Regions from separate parts of the Mus musculus genome. Here region 2 is linked to region 1. The links are chromatin contacts, called in public promoter capture Hi-C maps. All regions are on one chromosome and are shown on one strand. The core of a region is the stretch at or near the end of the contact, and the rest is flanking DNA. Distances in the headings are between cores, read along the strand shown. Region 1 overlaps Rictor (RPTOR independent companion of MTOR, complex 2). Region 2 holds the start of Wdr70 (WD repeat domain 70).

Evidence for each region. Promoter capture Hi-C pulls out the DNA fragments that hold promoters and counts their contacts.
Region 2: a promoter capture Hi-C map of stem cell-derived epiblast-like cells shows a contact between it and region 1, with 2.1 times the contacts expected there. The contact joins the promoter of Wdr70 here to the enhancer-like site in region 1. A contact is called at or near these places in 10 of 39 promoter capture datasets (the 3T3-L1 cell line, 3T3-L1-derived adipocytes, the C10 cell line and 6 more), 3 of 115 datasets of contacts at active chromatin or transcription factors (embryonic stem cells and fibro-adipogenic progenitors) and 1 of 9 other capture datasets (liver).

Annotation. Positions count from the first base shown.
Region 1 is chr15:6,744,642-6,747,902 of GRCm38.p6, forward strand. It overlaps Rictor (RPTOR independent companion of MTOR, complex 2), which reads left to right. Exons shown (of 38, transcript NM_030168.3): 5 at 808-939. Among named protein-coding and RNA genes, the nearest start is that of Rictor, 38 kb to the left of the region's middle. Within about 2 kb of position 1,755, at least 15 of the 459 cell types and tissues checked have an H3K27ac peak or open chromatin away from gene starts, as enhancers often do. A contact at or near this core is called in embryonic stem cells and stem cell-derived epiblast-like cells, where this site is marked.
Region 2 is chr15:8,097,604-8,100,864 of GRCm38.p6, forward strand. It overlaps Wdr70 (WD repeat domain 70), which reads right to left and starts at 1,606. Exons shown (of 18, transcript NM_001081402.1): 1 at 1,516-1,606; 2 at 1,353-1,418. The coding sequence starts at 1,540.

The sequences.
Region 1 (3,261 bases), core at 505-3,004:
GCAGACTGAATGTCTCATTCTTTCCAGGAAACGTTAGAACAACAACAACAACAACAAAAAAAAAACCCTAGATTTTCCCTAAGAAAGAATGTATCTATTACAAACTTGTTGTAGGCTAATAGGTAATTGATCAAGCAGTTTCAGTGCCACTTTTGGATGTTCTTGGGAGTAAACATTAATATAGTAGTATGTGTTTACTAACTACTGTTAACTATCTTGTTATTGAATTAAACTAATTATCCTTTGAGACATGTGGAAGCATACATGCAAATAAAGGATACATTGTAGAAACATCTAAAGATACAGTTTGAAAAGACTATAGGATTTCTTCTTCCATTTACACAATCTGCCAGAAGATGAGTAAAACTCCCAATTGGCTGGATTAGTGTGACTATTCAGAGGAAGCACAGAATAAAGACATCACCAAATACAATTCTTTACTTTGTAGTATTTTTTGTTTGGTTGACTTTTCTTAAATAGAATTAATTGTATATAACAAAAAGTTTGGGATACCTTAGCCATGAAAGAACTTGATATGGGAGTAAATCCTAAAGTATGAAAAATCTGAAATGCTCCAAAATCCGAGACTTTGTTAGAGCCATCTCAAGCATTCACAAGGTTGGGGGGTCTAGATTTTCAAGTAAGAGATACTCAGTTTGAAATAGTCTTGAAAGTAGTTTCAGTCTAAAAATACAAGAAATCAGAACTACTTCTCGTCCCAAGCATTTCACATGGGGGCAAAGTAACCTCTGCTGAACTGTGGTGTCTTTGAAGCCTGTGTAACAGAACGTTTTTGTTTTCCTACAGTTTGCGCTTAGCTTTATTAAATGAGGCAAAAGAAGTAAGAGCAGCCGGGTTGCGAGCGCTGCGCTATCTCATCCAAGATTCCAGTATTCTCCAGAAGGTGCTAAAACTGAAAGTGGACTATTTAATAGCTAGGTAATGTTCTGAGACGTGCCTGTCTTTCTTATGCCTTTAAAGTTTTGTGTTTAGCATCCAGCCAAACCTGTACAGATTTTTGGTGTAAAGCTTAATTTTGCAAAGGTGCATGATCAAGTAAGACCAAGACTAATGGTGTTTTTAGCAAAGGAGGGACTCCCTTTATACTTTCAAGCAATTGTAAATAGTTTTCTCCTTAGAGATTTGTTTTCCTGTCTTTGCATTTCACATTACATGTTAATTAATGTGTATAATCGACATATGTAAGTATACATTTATTGTTTTCTCATCATCTGTAAGGTTCTTCCACATTGATCATATCTGTTTTTAAATTTTATTTTTGCTATGAAGTATTTGGTCTTATGCTTAGGACATGCTTGAATCTGTTCATTCAGGATAGTTTTCAGTGTTGAGCTATTTTGAATGAATCTGCCCTGCAATCTTGTGTAAGTCTGTGAGGTGCTCACTTCTTAGAAGCAGGCATAGAGAAGGAGATGTTGGAACCTGATGCATGTGTGCTTAGCTATGTGATTGTGGTCGGCATCCCTCTCTCTTTGTAAAATGTATTTTTATTCTTTAATCCCTTTTTACAGTCTGGACTTCATCCCCCATCCACTCCCTATCCCATACCTTCCTCACCCCAGTGTCCAAAAGGATGTCCCCACCCCCATCCCACCCCCACCCCACCAGGCCTCCTCTCTCCCTGGGGCCTCAAGGGTTAGATGCATCTTCTCTCACTGAGGCCTGACCAGGCAGTCCTCTGCTGACTATGTGTTGGGGCCGCAGGTTTTTTCTTAAGACACGGCACTGATCATTTAGATGCCGTGACTGTTTGGTGAGCTTTAGTCACACTTACTGGGTTTGGGACTTCTGTTGTTTGTTGCGGTAAATCTCCTCCCAAATAGGCCCGGCAATGAAAACACAACACAGTTACTATGATTACATGCTGTGTGCCTAGATTGGGCAGATCTACCGCTACACTACCATCTTCCACAGCTTGTGAGACCCCCTTAGAACTTGCAGTTTCTTCAGGCCATGTGCTTCTCCTCCGGCTCTTCTTCTTCCTCCTCTGCGTCCTCTCTCTCATTTTCTCCTTCCTCTCTCTCCCACCTTCCACTCCACCTTCCCTTTTATCTGCCTAATCATCAGCTCTCCTTTATTTTACAAATTAAGGTGGGAAGCAGGTTTACAGGAAATTACCTGAGTGCTGACTCATTCCTTGTTCACAACCCCTCACAAGAGAATGGAATTAACATCAAATACAGTTAGCCCCAGGGCTATCCACAACAGTTGTTTGTTGTGGGTTAATTTATTTATTCCTGTTGTTGTATTACTTTGTTTTGACAGGGTTTCTGCTACAAATTCCAGGCTGGCTTCAGGCTTACTGATTCTCCTGTCTCACCCTCTTTAGACATTGTAGTGGAGGCAGTGCCATTATTTTTTCTTCTGATTTTTAGCTACTAATATATAGATAATAGGACGTACTGTCTTCTTTTACAGCAGCCTTGGTAAATCCCTATAGTTTCCCCAGTCTATGGAGTCCGTGGGCCTCCCATGCTTGTGAACTCCTGAGGACTCACCTCCAGGACCCTTAGCCTTAGTCTTGCTTCAGTCCTCTGCTTCTCGAGAACTGCACTGCATCCGGACGTCCCTCGTTCGCGTGGAAGGTGCCAAGTACTCCACTGGCTTGACTTTGCGTAGCTGTTAGTAAACTATGGCCCTCACTTGTATTTTTGAAGTCAATTCATTCATTCATGATGGCTTCTCATTTCTAAATAGACTGAACACATTGGTATTTAGTTTTTAGTTCTGCTAATACATACTTCTGCTTTGGGTACTATGTAAAGATACTATGTAAAACTTGTGACTTGTGTTAGTATTTCCCCTAGGTGGTTACAACTAGACCATGAACCTTACAGGGGTGGGTTTTGTTTGTTTTAATTGTGGCTTACTTTGCTTGGTTGATACAGCACTGTTGAGTTTTCTGTGTTGGTGTGTGTCTGTTTGGGACTCACTAAGGCTTGACTTTGGTGTCTTGGAGAGGTCTGTCTGGGTGCTGCTTCCTTCTGTCCTTGTCTGGTCCTGTAGCATCCGTCAGACACTCTCCTGCTGCACAGCTCCCGTCACATAAATAAATTCAAGCTTCTCACCTTACGACATGGGCGTTTTTTGTCTCATTTGTTCTTTGCATTTTCTTTTCTTGTGGTTTTGTTACAGCTTGTGTTTTCAAGACAAGGTCTCAAGTAGCTCAGGCTGGACCTGATTCCTGGACTCCTGCTGTGTTGGAGTCCTCCATTCCTGCTATGGCAGAGGAGTGGACTG
Region 2 (3,261 bases), core at 356-2,855, 1.4 Mb after region 1:
TTTTGGAGGCCGGGCATGGTGGCGCATGCCTTTAATCCCAGCACTTGGGAGGCAGAGACAGGAGGATTTCTGAGTTCGAGGCCAGCCTAGTCTACAAAGTGAGTTCCAAGACGGCCAGGGCTATACAGAGAAACCCTGTCTCAAAAAAAAAATCATGTTTTGGAAGAATATAATACATGAAAATCGCAAAATACTGTCTTAAAAAGCAATGTTTACTCATAAATATGATATTAAATTTTAATATGCACCAGGAGATCTAAAAAAAAAAAAAAACAGATTTGACTTCCTTTTCTTCGTGATTCTCCTAATTTTCTGAAGTCAAAAACAGGAGTTGGAGAGATGATTCACAAGTTAAGAACACTTGTTGCTCTTGCAAAGGACATGTTTAGTTCCCAGGGCCCACAAGGTGGCTCACAACCATCTGTAACTCTAGTTCCATGGGACCCAGTGACCTCTTCTGGCCCCCATAGGTACTGCAGGCAAATGGTGCACAGACATAGAGGCAAAACAACCGCTCAGAAATATAACTATATATACATTTATCTTTTAAAAAAATAAATCCACCGGGTGGTGGTAGCTCAAGCCTTTAATCCAGGCAACCGGGAGACCGAAGCAAGCAGATCTTTACGGGTTCGATGCCAGCCTGGTCTACAGGGTGATATCCAGGACAGCCAGGACTGTTACACAAACACACACACACACACACACACACACACAAAACCTGTCTAGAAAAAAACAAAAAACAAACAAACAAACAAAAGAGGAGAATGAATAGGAAGAAGAGGAAAAGAGGAGGTGGAAGAGGGAAGGAAAAAGAAGAAAAGAAGGGAGAAAAGAAAGAAAAAAAGTAAATACTGTAACTACCCTTTTATCGACTAATTACCTAGAAGAAGCTAAGTAGATGAATAAATGAAACAATGAATGAATGAGAACTAGGTACATCAGAGAGACATTTGTTCCCAAAACAAATTACAGGTCAATTTCCATTTGATTTTTCTAGCACTGATACTATTAACAGATGATTATGTCTTTTGAGACTGTTTTTTCTTTTAAATCACCTAATAATGTGACAAGACCAGGGTATACATTAAGACTGAAGAGGAAGAAACGCTATATCCACCAAAATGTTATTTAATGGTCGCCACTAAATGTCTTTCTCAGACTGGGTCACCATAGTAATCCCTTTCCGTCAAGGTTTCCAACTGTCACCTGAACTGGTCTCAACAGTTTAAATGGGACCGATTCGGATTTGGCACGGCGGAAGGCGCCGGTCAAAAGTGGCAGCTCTCCTACCCTTTACTCGCAAGCCCCGGGCGAAGTCGGGCTGGGCTCTGCCCCGGGCAGTCACTCACCGAATCCTGTGAAGCCCATGGTGACCGCCAGCTGAGGGTCGGGTCCCGCCGTGTCTGCGCCTGTCACTGGAGCAAGAAACAAAGGACAGACCGGCCGTCAGCCCGGCGCTCCAGTGCCCAGCACGGCCCTCCACCCCGGCTGGCCCGCCTAACCCACACCCACCTTCGCTGGTTCCCGAGTGCTCCATGACTGCCCGAGCCCACCGCCTCCGTGGATGCAGCAGCGCGCGACTCCCGGCAAGCCCGACGGAAGTGTCGTCACCGAGACCGCGTCGCCAAGAGCGGCCCGGCTGCGTGGGTAGGCAGGCTTTCGGACTCTCGCCCCCTAGCGGTGCGGAGGGAATGCGCTGACAAGCCACGAGGAGGTCTAGTTTGGGAGTTCCCTAAAACCTTTCGGTGGTTTCAGATGCGTTCTCAAGCAAAGTCCTGGCACGTTTCTAAGGAAATCAACAGAATCTTGTTATTTGCATGCTACTTTTATCTATATTCGTAATGTACTTGACGTACATGATGAAACTTCCACTGCTGCCCATCTTCTCAGTATGCTTGAAGAAACCACTATCTAGTTATAAAGATGCCAGAAAACTGAAGAGTTGTTAGGAATGTTTAAAGCGCTTGCCCTCAGTCTCCACTCTCTAGGCTAGCCTTGTTTACTAAGGGTTCCAAATGTTACATGTTACATAACTACTGTGTTTCCAATTTATTTTAGTTTCTTTACAACTCTGTTCCTATTCTTAATGACACATCATTTAATATACTTTTAAAGTCTAAAACAAATACTTGGTTGAATTTTTCTTTTGTCAGAGTCTCTCATTTTGTAATCCATGCCTGGCCCAGAACTCAGAGACCCATCTAGATTCCTCTGCCTCCCAAGCTTTTAAAGATGTGTGCTACCAAGCCAAGTGAAAATACTTCATTTTCACATGCACTCAATGATTGTGGACGTGGTATAAACATGCCTTACTGTGCAACCTGCAGACCTATTCTTCTACTATGTGGTTCTGGGGGTGGACCTCAAGTCACAAGCTTAGCAGAAAAGACAATTTCCTACTGAGCCTTGTAGTCCACTCAAGAATGAAAATTCTTTGATAAAATTACTCCTGAGCCCCAATATTAGACTCCTGTCTCTGTCTATGGTTCATTGATAATGATTATCTAATGCTTCCATTGTCCTTAGAGTAAAAGAAAAATTTATTAGTACAAAGAAGCTGTAGATCTGTGGTTGCTTAGCATAGACAAGGCTAAGGGTCTGTATTGGATCTCCACCACAAAAAAATACAAATTTAATAAAAGGTTAGCCTGACTTCCAAAACCTTTCTATTCCAATCTTGTCATTTTCAACATTCCCATTTAGTGCAGGGAGCGGCCTCAGAACACATAGTCCTGAATGCTTTAACTCTTCACCAAGTCATTGATCCAACCAGCTCATCTCCAACTATCAAATTAAATCTCTCCTGCTTTTGAAAGCATCTGTAGAACTTTGTAGGCCTCCAACTAAATAAGGCCCACCTACCATGTGATACCCTAGTCTGTCTTCATAATATAATGGCTGGGCAGGCACTCTTGAGTGGTTATTAAATGAATTAATAAGAAGAAATGGTTGTGAAGGCAAGTTACTTTTCCTATGCACAAGATGTATATAATTTGTAGCAAGGAAGTTTGGGTTTGCCTCAAGAGATTACTAGTGACAAATTACCCTGAACTTCAACCAGTAAGGCTAATTTATTTTGCCTACTCTCAAATATGTTATTATTGGTGCTAATATTTCTTTTCTGAGCATAAATAAGCAGCCATTAGATACTGGAGTAGAACTTTATGAATGATATTATGTATCCATAACCTTTAAGCTCATAAGTAATAGTTTCAGCTCCTCAATTGTCAAGGAGAAGAAATTTTGAGATTCATGATA